Linked DNA regions of Mus musculus: region 1 is linked to region 2. The links are chromatin contacts, called in public promoter capture Hi-C maps. All regions are on one chromosome and are shown on one strand. The core of a region is the stretch at or near the end of the contact, and the rest is flanking DNA. Distances in the headings are between cores, read along the strand shown.

What was found. Promoter capture Hi-C pulls out the DNA fragments that hold promoters and counts their contacts.
Region 1: a contact with region 2 is called in a promoter capture Hi-C map of hippocampal neurons, with 6 times the contacts expected there. The contact joins two enhancer-like sites. A contact is called at or near these places in 4 of 39 promoter capture datasets (the 3T3-L1 cell line, cranial neural crest, hippocampal neurons and 1 more).

What each region holds. Positions count from the first base shown.
Region 1 is chr11:48,549,564-48,555,669 of GRCm38.p6, forward strand. It overlaps the pseudogene Gm12179. Among named protein-coding and RNA genes, the nearest start is that of Gm39818, 170 kb to the left of the region's middle. Within about 2 kb of position 1,813, at least 9 of the 459 cell types and tissues checked have an H3K27ac peak or open chromatin away from gene starts, as enhancers often do. A contact at or near this core is called in hippocampal neurons, where this site is marked.
Region 2 is chr11:46,617,570-46,624,593 of GRCm38.p6, forward strand. The region is part of intron 2 of Dppa1 (developmental pluripotency associated 1); the gene reads right to left. Among named protein-coding and RNA genes, the nearest start is that of Dppa1, 8.2 kb to the right of the region's middle. Within about 2 kb of position 3,377, at least 3 of the 459 cell types and tissues checked have an H3K27ac peak or open chromatin away from gene starts, as enhancers often do. A contact at or near this core is called in hippocampal neurons, where this site is marked.

The DNA.
Region 1 (6,106 bases), core at 563-3,062, 1.9 Mb after region 2:
GCCTCAGGAAATGAAGTGCAGAGAAACCAAAGACACCCAATGTTGGCCTCTGCTGTATTCAGAGACATATGAGCATACACACTTGTGTACCCGTACACATATCAACATGCAACCACATATACCTGTGTTTAAAAAAAAAAAAGTCAAGTGCAGCCGGGTGTGGTGGTGCACGCCTTTAATCCCAGCACTTGGGAGGCAGAGGCAGGTGGATTTCTGAGTTTGAGGCCAGCTGGTTTACAAAGTGAGTTCCAGGACAGCCAGGGCTATACAGAGAAACCCTATCTCGAAAAAACAAAACAAACAAACAAACAAACAAACAAAAAGTAAAGTGCTAGACTAGATGATCTAGGGTCAAGGTCAAAGGTTGAGACCCAGTGTGGGACTGTGATAGGCAGCCTACTTTGGTTGAATGGTGCTTGTTCTAGTGACCCAGTAGAAAACTCTACAAGGGACAAAAAGGTGAGCCACGTTCCCAAAATCAGGTGCCTGAAACCACAGAGCCCCCAACTCCATAATTCTGTGACTATCAGTCACGCAGACAATGTCCTAAGCTTCTGGCATTCTGTCCAGACTCCACCCCCACAGTTACCATAGACTGTCTCTGATCATCAAGGCCCGCTGTGCTTGAATCTCCTAAGAAGCCACGTCTAACCTCCCACCAGAAAGCCATCCTGTGCTCCATCACAATCATCATAAGACCTTGCTTAGACCTCCCTGTTCCTTTTGTTCTCTTACCTCTACTATTGACTTATGATTTCCAAAGTTTGTATTTCTACCATTATTCATTTCACTTTTTCTTACACATTCTTCCCACTTCCATGGAAACTCCCCATACGTTCATGTAAATTATCTACCATTTTTATTAGGTCCCTTCATAGATTTTCTATGTTTAGGGTTTTTTTGACACAAGGTCTCAGGCTGGCTTTGAACTCCCTATGTAGCTAAGAATGACCTTGAGACTTTCTAATCTTCCAACTTCTCTCTCTCACATTCTGGAATTACAGATGTGCAGTGCCACACCTGGTTTATGCAATGCTTGGTATCAAACCCTGAGCTTTATCTATGCACTCCATCAAGGTTGCATCTCCAACCCAATTCATTAATATATCAATTATAATTACTGTATAGTTTCTGACTTTGGAGACTTTAAAGTTTCTAGCCATGGACATACACGCCTATACTCCCAACAGTGAGAAGACTGAACCAGGAGGATTGTGCATTTGAAGTGTAACTTACCTGGTGAGATCCTGCCTTAAAAAAAAAAAGTACTAGACTAATAGTTCTAATATTTATGTTTTCTCTGAGTCTGGTGTTATTGGAAGCTTTATCTCTTGGTATATAGCTTTGGGGCATGGTCTATGTAGCCTGGGCTGAAATTGAACTCATTATACAGCTCGGGACGAATTCCTGATCCTCCTCTCTTTACTTCTAGAGTATTGGGATTCCAAGCATGCACCACGACACCTGGCTTGGCAGCGCATTTTTTTAAACTATATTTTTTTAATGTCTTCTCACCTCTTTCACTATGACTTTTTGTTCTAATTGGGAATAACACATGAAGTGGCATTAAATATATTTCACAATCTGGCTCCCACTGGTCCTCAGGCAAAGAGAAAGTATGGCAGGAAGCACAACTTAGTCTCAGATACTCAGAATCCTACCTGGGTCCTGACATGCATCTGTTAGCTGGCTTTGCTTCATTCCTGCCTTCAGCATCCTCTTTGATTTCATCCTTTGGACATGCTACACAGCTCGACACAGCACACTCCTACATGAGAGCTGCTCCAGCCCACAGCCTTCTGGTTTCCACAGCTCTTGATAAGCCAAATCACCATCTGTGGTACCTCATCAAGGAGTGATGAGCTGATCTGGCACTGGTAGGATCAGCACCATGGTTTCATTATCACATTCCAAGTTCTTATCTGAAGGCAACTCCTTAGCTTCATCCCCTCCTAAGATCTGGGTAGCTACTTCTAAAATCACAGGCGCCTGGCAATCCTAAAGTGGCATCACCATATGTGAAAGCTTGCAGTGACTTTTGTCACTCTTGTGTGCCTGGACAGCTTCCAAAGGGTAAAACAATTTTCCTCTCACTGAACCACAAGTAAATCTCACCAACGCTCGTGTCATTAATCAGTCATTTCATGTCTGGGAGATATTCTATATGAGTAACAAAAAAACTGTGGATCTCAGTCCTTGTCAGTCCCATTCTTTGTGTGGGATACTCAGTAATGGAAGGAAAATAAGCACTCTGCTATTGGGATGGCACCTGCGTGAGGGCTTTGCTCAGACTCTTCATCTTTCATATCCTCAGTGTGGCCCATGATGTCAGTATCTTTATAGTCAAATTCTTCATCAGCATCAGTACGCTCTCAACCTTCCTTGTCTAGGTCTTCCTCCTTCTTCTCCTCCTCCTCTTCCTTTTCTTTGATTTCCTATACCTGCTACTTGGTCATCTTCTTCATCTGCTGATCAAATCGCTTGAGCTTAGATGGCTTCCCCACCCAGGCTGAGCTGTGAATCCCCAGGTATACTATGCCTGAACTCTTTTGTAGAAGCTGAAGTCACTTTATTGGGACATGTGGATGACTGTGCCTTCATGGCTGCATTTATGGCACCTTGCCCACACTATCCACACTTACTTCCTTCTCCGAGTTCTTGTTCATCATCTTTTCCTGGTGATTCACAGCCTGAATCGCCTTCATCTCTGTATGCTGCCAGGACTTAAGATAATCTTTCCTGGGCATGACAAACTTCTTACAGCAGACAGTGTAGTAGGTAGCTAGTTCTTGCCCTCCTCCATCACAGTCTGCTGGTTCCTCAAAGTTTTCAGTGGTAACATGTGACATGTTGGCCACTTGGAGATGCAGACTTTAGCAATGCTAGTCGGTCTCACATGGCCTACTGCAGCTCCAAGTCAGAGAATGCCACCTGGCAGGTGATGCAGGCAGGTGTTGCTATCACAAGGCAGGAAGTAATATGCTTTCATATTCTTATAGCCTGCCAGATAGGATGTATATGGAAGTAAAAATAAAGTCGCTCTTCATCAAAATGGAGTTGAACCTTCTTCATAGGATAACTCCTGCCTGAAAGGATGCTTACACAGTTCATCTGTGGTTTTTGTACCCTCAATTTTTTCTCTGGACACAACCAGTCTTTCCATATTCCTTGAGAATTACAGAGCTGCCATTCTTAGGTAGTTTGAACACCTGTCCCTATCGGATACAAGGTGCCAGGAAGGAAAGGAACCCTTTTGCACCGTGGTCAACCCTTCCTCCTATATACTATTAAGAGTTATTTTCCACTATGCTCTGCTCTTCCATAGGAATTATCATGGCCAAAATCTCTGGCAAGGAGCCCAGGATCTGGTACAAATTCCTTCCCTTCCTGGGGGTCCCTGGGACTTCTTTCATATAGGTCCTTACCCATATTCAACCTATAGAAAATTATTAGGGTGCTTGCTGGTTTCTTTGTATCCATTTACACATTATCCCTCCCTCTCTTAATGACTATCACAGAGGGTACAGTCCATATGTCCAGTTTCACTTCTGAGGGGCCCTCTACCTTCCCCTAGTGCAGATAATTTGCTTACTTTGTGGCCTAAACTTTCTTTTTTTTTTATTAGGTATTTTCCTCATTTACATTTTCAATGCTATCCCAAAGGTCCCCCATACCCACCCCCCCAATCCCCTACCCACCCACTGCCCCTTTTTGGCCCTGGTGTTCCCCTGTACTGGTGGCCTAAACTTTCTAATGAATCCCAAAATCATTAGACTTTTGTAACTTAGCTGCTTTTTCTCACTATTAGAATAACAGTAATGTTCCTTCCAGCTCCCCATATCCTTGGGGGAAGCATAAGTCCTTGTCTCTTCTGTTTAGGATGCCAGAACAGAGCACCATAAACTACATGACTTACAAATGCCAGAAACGTGTATCTCACCATTGCAAAGGCTGTAAAACTCTAGATCAAAGTGCTAGCAGATTTCCTACCTGGTGAAAGCCACCTTCGTGAGCATAGGCATCACCTTGTAACTCTGACATTAAATAGTAGAAGGTCAAATTGTCTCTATTAGGACTATCTTTAGGGAAGTTCTCATCTCACCATCTCATTTATAAGACTTCTCCTTATAATCTATTTCCCTCCCAAAGTTGCCACCCACTAATACCATAATTTTAGATAAGAGGGTTTCAACGCATGAGCATAGAAGAAGGGACACACATTCTGAACATAGCACTCACCTGGTCATCTATGGACTGTTCATGATAACAGCTAGTATAGTTATTGTGTGGCTAGCAGGGTGCTTGCTGTGAAATTTGAACAGATTAGATCATTAACTCGCCATTATTACATCAGCTTTCTAGGCTAGGAAACTAAGACATGCAACAGTGAAGTTATGTGTCCAATGTCTAGTAGTTGCATGATAGTAGGAACTGAATGTAAATCCAGCTAGTCTACCTCAAGAGCCATATTATCTGTACTGTTGCTACTTGTACTCCTTGGGGAAGGGGCCAAGTGCTGCCTCTTATGTATACCCTTCCAGGGTCATACGACCCCATTGAAATGAGGCTCCAGTGACTGTAGAAGGAAGGAATAAATGGCTGCCCATTATCCTTGTGTGAGAAAGGGAGCTATGAAGAAAGGGTCAGGAGCAGGCTCAGCCATTCCTGTTTCTTCCTACCTTCAGTTTCACATACAGGAAATATATATCCTGACCATGATGAGAAAACTTCTTCTTTAAGCTGAACACATCAGTCTATTTCAGGAAAGGATGAATGACTTCTCCACTGTGGGATATTTGCTTGACTCAGAGATGGTCTATATTTCATATGATTTTACCTAAACTTCAACCACTAGAACTGAAACTTCAGTCTCCATCGAGCTACGGTTTCACACTGTGCCTCTTTGACTCCCTCTCACTGTGATTAAGCAATAAAAGCTTAAAGGGCAAAATCTATAAATTGCACTTCTCTGTATCCCACACAGTACTCAGCACAAAGCTCTACAAATACCTGTTGAACGAAGGAGTGAAAGGAGATTAAGCTCAGCTGTTCTGGTATTGCAGTCCAAGCAACTGATCGCAGAGCAACATTGTTCCTCTGGAAATCTGGGGAGGCACAGAATTCAAGGGCTTTGTCAAAGATGGATGAGTGTCAGTTTTCAAACGTCAAGATTTCATGTCCTTTCTGAATCTTCAGTCTGAAAGACTGCTGGACTGGAAAAGTATAAAACTCAGGTTTTATCTACATTTTTTTTCACATAATAGGCACCATGCATGAAGAGAGAGAAACAAAAGAAACCCTAAATATAAGCAAATTTAAAAGGTACCTTGATTATTATGAAACAATATAAAATGCCTGAATCCTTAACATGGCCATTCCCACTTGGTCTAGTACATTTAAATGCTATGCTGGTGGCTGGAGAGGGGGCTCAGTGGTGAAAAGTAAGTACTGCTTTTGCAGAAGACCAGAGTTTAATTCCTAGCACCCATATCGGGCAGCCCACAACTAACTATAATTCCAGCTCCTGGTGAATCTAACGCCTCAAGCTTCTGTGAGCACTGCATTCACATACACATACCCATGCACACACACGCATACCTACACATATACACACATGCATACACACACATACACACACACACACACGCATACATACCCATAGACACACATACATACCCATACACATACATACATACACATGCATACATACCCATACATACACGCATGCATACATACCCATACACACACAATACATACACACACACATATATACACATACACACACACATGCATACATGCATACATACACATAATTAAAAATAATAAATCCTGTTTTTAAAAAGAAAACAGAGCAGGAGGAATAGAGCTGGAGATAAGGTTCAGCACATAAAAGCACATCCTGCTGTGCAAAGGACCCTGCTCATGACTACCTGTAATTCCAGATCTATGCTGTCCAATGCCCTCTTCTGGCCTTCACAGGCACAGTGCCCACATGCACAAACACAATTAAATCACACATAATTAAAAAGTGGTATGCGTAAAGGTTGGAATAATATAAATAAAATCTAATATGTATTGGAGGGTTCTGGTCTATCATCTAACTTTA
Region 2 (7,024 bases), core at 2,127-4,626:
AATTCAACTAGTAGCCCCCCAGCAGCTTATGCCATTTAGAAATGACATAAAATGCCATTGTCATTTCTAAATCTCAGTTTTCAATTAAGTTGGTAACTTATCCATTTTCTCTAAACTCAGCCCATGAACCCCATCCTCTTAAGCATCAAAGACTAAGTATTGAAAGGTTCTGTCAGGGCTGGAGAGATGGCTCAGAGGTTAAGAGCACTGACTGCTCTTCCAAAGGTCCTGAGTTCAAATCCCAGCAACCACATGGTGGCTCACAACCATCTGTAATGAGATCTGACCCCCTCTTCTGGGGTGTCTGAAGACAGCTACAGTGTACTTACATATAATAATAAATAAGTCTTTAAAAAAGAAAAAAGAAAGGTTCTGTCAACCCTGAGATAGCCTCATTGTTTATAGTGTGTGTTAGCCACCTGGAACAAATTGTTTGGTTTTGATTTTGGTTTGTTTGTTTGTTTGTTTGTTTTTTGTTTTGTGTTTTTCTCTAAAATCAGAGTTGTAACCTAGAGCCCTCTGCAAACTCAGGTTGTAGCCCAGTCCTTCAGAGTCATCCTGGTTGATATTCCCACAGGCCAATGAGAGACAAGGAAACCAATACCTACTATCAGATTGCTCTAAGAACAACAACAACAACAACAACAACAACAACAAAACACCATGATCCTTTTGTCCCTCAAAATCCAGTCCTACTCCACTGATGGATGGGTTTTGGAGGCTTTAAGTCTCCCTCTAACAGCTACCTCTTCACTTCTGGATGTAGAAGATTTGAACCTAATCTTGTCTTTGCATGTCAAGCTTTCCCCCATTTCTAACAATCTATCAATTGCTATTAAGTGTAAATTCATATGTTTCAGCATTTGGAATACAAACATTATGGTGTCGGCAAAGGATATGCATAATTTTTATGTTAAATTGTGTTCATATGTAAATGTCACCTGTGTATGGGTTTCTGCATTTAATTGCAGATGCTTATGGAGACCAGAGACAATATGTCCCCTGAAAGTGGAATTACAGGCTGCTCAATGTGGGTGTCTGGAGCCAACCCAGGGTCTCCTTAAGGACAGTACTTGCTTTTGGGTATGGAGCCATATCTCCAGTCCACGTGTGCACATTGCAAATCACTAAAGACTATAAACTCAATGTATATAGTATCAGAAAAAAAAAACTTTTACATTTTCTGTCTATACAAATATTCTAAGTTTCTTGAAGCAAAACTTTGGAAAGCATTAACTGCCCCTAAAAATGGAGACTGAAGTCTTCTTCAGTGAGTATTTGAGTGTAGACCAAACATCTTTGCCCAAGACAGGAGGCCTGTCCCTAGAATTAGAAGAAACAGCTCCCAATTCAAGTGAACAGGGACAGAGTCAGACACTTTCTGTCTTCATAAATTCCACTATGAACTTTCTGACTCTGTGTCATGTCCTGTCATGATTCAACAGGGGCAGATCACAGCTATATCAGTAAGAGTTGTCTGAGAGTTGAATACTGCATCAGAAAGTATGTAGTATACTGCTCAGTGCTCACTCTACTTAGGTCTCAGCTGGATGGCATGATTTCAGAATAGATGTAAAGCATCCAGAATGCTCTTACCTGACCCTCGCCCCCAGCCACTCCTAAGTTTTTCATCAGAAAGTTATGCCCCACTAACCTAGATCCCTACCATCCTCATCACCTATCCTAGATCAACGATCTACCTAAGTCTGGCTAGTAGTGAATCTCCTGGGAGTCTGATAGAGATGGGTGTCTTCCATCTTAAGCTCTTGCCCAGCAGAGATTGCACATAAAAAGGTTGGGGAATCACAGGAATTATGAAGCTATTGTTTGGATCCAAGTTAACCTGTTCACCTAGATTGTACTTTTAAGACTGCCTTGCCTGGGCGGTGGTGGCACACGCCTTTAATCCCAGCACTTGGGAGGCAGAGGCAGGCCAATTTCTGAGTTCGAGGCCAGCCTGGTCTACAAAGTGAGCTCCAGGACAGCCAGGGCTACACAGAGAAACCCTGTCTCAAAAAACAAAAAACAAAAAACAAAAAACCAAACCAAAACAAAACAAAAAAGACTGCCTTGTTGTCCTGTGTGTCTTATAGCATCTCACGAGAAGGACTCTGAGCCCTGGAACACATAGGTTTCACCTTGTTTGTGAGTAGGCATGTGTGCAGGTGTTGGAGAAGTGCTATTCACCATGTTTCTCTTATACTGGGGAAAAAAAGCCATAGAAGACTGTGTCTACTCTCTATCCAAAAGTACTAATTCTTTGTGTTGGGCTTTGCATGGGAACTTTCATGGGATGACTAGGTTAGTTAGCCTTCAGCTATGATGCAGTGCTGTATGCTGTGTCCTCCCAGGACTGGCTGCATTGAATATGCTGAGCCTGTAATTTGTGGGTGAAGTCAGTCATTTACCAGTGAAAGGTACAAAATCTCTCCCAGCCCCCATACCTTCTCTATATCACAGATGCTTAGAGACATCTGAGGATCTGACTCCTGCCATTTATAAAGTGTTTCCATAGGAACCTGGGCTCAGTTCTCATCTCCATGTTGTCAGTGCAGCTGCCTCCTATGGGTGAGCCTGTCTATTCTCACCCTCCCTGCCATGTCCTTGTTGGTCACTGACAAAGAACAGAAGCTCAGGAGAGGAGCCTCTGCCTGGGCGCAGCCCCTCACTGCTGTGCTATGGAGCAGGCACAGCCTCTCATTGCTGTGCTATGGAGCAGGTGTAGCAAAAGACTCTTTCTTCTTGCTCAGCTTTCCCTTGCTTTCATATTGATTTCTTCTTGAAAGCACACAGCACTGTATCATAGCTGAAGGCTAATTAGCCTAGTTGCCCCATGAAAGTCCCTATGCAAAGTCCAACACAAATAATTGGTACTTTTGGATAGAGAGTAGACACAGTCTTCTATGCTTTTTTTTCCAATATAAGAGAAACATAGTGAATATCGCTTATGCAAATATTTTGGTACAAGGAGTTTCAGAATTTGGGTATTTCGGAATTTAAAAAAAATTTATACATGGCTTACAGATGGTACTCAAGTCTAAATATGGATAGATGTAGCTTTCATATGCATACAGTTCATATTCATAGCTTACATGTACATTTATAAACCACTGATAATTCTGCATATAAATACTTTATGGAACTCAGTTTTCTAGGTGTTTTTATCAAGGCAATGCCCAAGAGATTTTATAGCTTGAAGTACTGCATATTTGCTACTGGGCAATGCAGGTTCAACCTGTAACTCACAAATCAGGAAAATCAGAAGTGCTGTATGAATCCAAATACTGTACTGATGGTCTGAGAGTGCACAGAGATCCTAGACAGGAAGTAACAGGAAACGGTGCCTGGAAGAAACAGTGAGTGAGGGCTCCAGCTGGAGCACACACTGCTCTGCCGGCTGTCACGGTTCCCCGGAAGCAGCAGCAGTCACTCCTGACTCTGCCAACTACAAAAGAAAACCCAGGAACTCGGACCAACTGCTCTGAACACTCTTCTCCTTAATGGATGTGATGTGAAAAATGTGTTCACCTGTTACATGCAGGAAGCTAATGGAGGTAGGGCTCAACCCACTTCTAAGATTTATAAAAGTTGTATTTACTCACTTATTTTCATTTCTTGCTCTCTTTCTTCTCCCCTTCCCTCCTTTGTTTGTATGTGCGCATAATTTTCCATGGGCAAAGTGTTGAGGTCAGAGGTCAACTTGAGAGAGCTGATTCTCACCTTCTAGCAACCAGCTTGCAAGAATTGAACTCAGGTAATCTAGCTCAGTCATGGGCACCTGTTCCCACTGAGCCATCTTGCTGGCCCTCACTCCCCTTTCCCTTAAAGGGACACCTAAGTAATGGGTCTATTGGGTTCAGGAACCAACAACTAGGTGTTGAGGGGCAAGCACTCCTGTCACTCAGTGTGAAAGATAGTGAGGGCAACACAGCAGGCAATGGGTGTGGCTGAGGTGCAGTAAATCTATTCATACCACTAGGTACAAACTATTCACACAATTAGATTCAAACGATTAGATTGCTAGTCCAATATAATGTATGGACAGAGGCATGAAAGCAATTCAAACCCTCCCTGAACAGTAAAAATTTAGTGGAGAAAGAAGCAATCATGCAAACAACAACAACAACCCTCCCCCCAAACAACTGAAAACCAAGAAAACTGAAAACCCTAATCAAGAGGTCAAAATGGGAACAACAAGCAGAAAGAAAACAACCATCTCAGGAGCTCCTCTTTGCTTGCTCTGTGACATTTTTTCTCCCAGGTAGATGGGAAAGTGCATTGGAGCTGATGAAGGTCCCGGGACAGCAGAAGAGTCAGCTCAGAGTGCTTAAGTCATGAGAAATTATACAAAGTGGTTGTTAGGGATCAGATAGCATCTCTTGTGGGCCCAGTGAGGAGCCAAATAGAGGACTTTTAAACACTGACGAGTGAAAGAATTTCTAAGCTTGATAACAACTCACTATTAATGATTCCAAGCCGCTGTGCACAGTGACACGGGCTTTGTTCCCATTAGTCAAAAGACAGGTTAACTCTCTAAGGATGATATCCTCCAGATACATCCATTTGTCCAAGAATTAGATATGCACCCACTGATAAGTGGATATTAGCCCAGAAACATAGAACACCCAAGATACAATTTGCAAAACACAAGAAAATCAAGAAGAGGGAAGACCAATGGGTGGATATTTTATTCCTCCTTAGAATAGGGAACAAAATACCCATAAAGGAGTTACAGAGACAAAGTTTGGAACTAAGACGAAAGGATGGACCATTCAGAGACTACCCCACCCGGGGATCCATCCCATAATCAGCCACCAAACCCAGACACTATTGTATATGCCAGAAAGATTTTGCTGAAGGGACCCTGTTAAAGCTGTCTCGTATGAGGCTATGCCAGTGCCTGGCAAATACAGAAGTGGATGCTCACAGTCATCTATAAGACGGAACACAGGGCTCCCAATGGAGAAGCTAGAGAAAGCACCCAAGAAGCTGAAGGGGTCTGCAACCCTATAGGTGGAACAACAATATGAAGTAATCAGTATCCCCAGAGCTCATATCTCTAGCTGCATATGTAGCAGAAGATGGCCTAGTCGGCCATCACTGGGAAGAGAGGCCCCTTGGTATTGCAAACTTTATATTCCCCAGTACAGGGGAATACCAGGGCCAAGAAGCAGGAGTGGGTGGGTAAGGGAGCAGGGCGGGGGGAGGGTATAGGGAACTTTCGGGATAGCATTTGAAATGTATATAAAGAAAATATCTAATAAAAAAAAAAGAAAAAAAAGGCAGAAAAAAAAAAAGAAAAAAAAAGGACAGGGGCAGTTGGATTAGAGAGTTTCCAGGCACCCTGATCTACTTGAGTAGAGAGCAAGGCCATCTGTACCGCACAGTGATATTCATCCTCAAAATAAAATAGATAAATAAAAAACACAAGTAACAACTGCCAAGACGGAACAATTACACAGTGATGTTTAGAATTAAAAAAAAAAAAATAGGGACAAGTTAGTATTGGTTCCTATTGTCACTGTTAACTCTTAGTAAAGGACGTTAGGAAACATCACCAAAAGAAATCACATCCTCATGATTCAATTCCTTTGAGAGGACAGATTTAGCCAGAGCCAGGCTGACTCCATGACTGGCCACAAACTGACAGTTTGGGAGACTAGGCCTAAGTTTCTGTTTCCCACAACTGGAAAAGTCCAAAACAAGTGAATTCCAGGGAAACCCACCCCTTACCAGCAACCAATCAGGAAGTTGTCCCACCACCTAGCCTGAACCACCCTCACGGGCAGCCAATCAGGAGCTGTAGAAGCTGCCCCGACATCCTTGCTTGAGCCAAATATAGCTAATCAGCAAAAGTTCCCAAAATCCCCCAGAACCTTACCAATTCCAAAGGCATCTACCCCTAGAGTTAGAGCCAACAATTCAAGGGAAAGAGATGTAAAAGTCTCACACTTCTACCCTAACAGGCATTAAATTGACCCTGCAAAGTCCACACATCTGTCTTTCGTCCCAATGTCTGGTGGACAACTTCATTTTAGGCTAGCCTGTAACTCATAGAGATCCATCCAATTCTGCCTGCTAGGATTAAAGGTATGCACCATTATCTCTGACTTGTAGGTTGGTTTGAAGACAGGGCCTTGCTCTGTAGTGCAGGCTCTCTTACTATCCTCTGGCTTCCGACTCCAAAGAAAAGGGACTACAAGCATCTCTACTGACTCTCAAATATTTTAAAAATTTAAAAATTCTGCTTCCTGCAAAAGATGACCTTCGAAGGTGAAGGCAGGAGACCAGTGAAGTGAAGACCAACCTGGCCTTATGAGACCACGTGTCAAACCACTCCTATCCCTCCCCTCAATGCTATTTAAAAGAAATCTTTCACTCTTCATCCTTCTCTCTATAAAAAGAGCAGAGCCCAGGATGTGTGTGTATGTGTGTGTGTGTGTGTGTGTGTGTGTCTGTCTGTCTGTCTGTCTGTCTCTGTGTGTGTGTGTGTCTGTCTGTCTTTCAGCATTGATGGTGTAAAGGCAGAACTTTGCTAACTTCAATGTCAATTTTCAGATTGACTTTTGTTTGTTCATATGGTTTTCATTTTTTTGTTTGTTTGTTGATTAGTTGTTTGTTTTTTGTTTTTTCTTGTTTTGTTTTGGGGTTTTTTGTTTTTTTGTTTTTTTTGGTTTTGTTTTGGTTTTGAGACAAGCTCTAACTGTGTAGCCTTGACTGACCTCAGTATTTAGAACACTCTATATAGAGCTGGCTGCCTGAATTCATGGAGATCTGCCTACCTCTATCTCCCTAAAGGTGTGTACTACCAGGCCAAGCTCAGAATGGGTTTTATAAAAATAACCCAGAAGGGGTGAGCTTTTGTGATCAGTCCTCAAAGCTTATCCTAAACAAAGAGAAACCAAAACCAAAACCTGAAAAAGGATTCCTTTGTATGTGTTGATAACATTACAGAAACTGAACAAGATTCATCATGTGAGACCACAAAATCAGAATATTAAATCAAGGATTAAATCATGCCTAT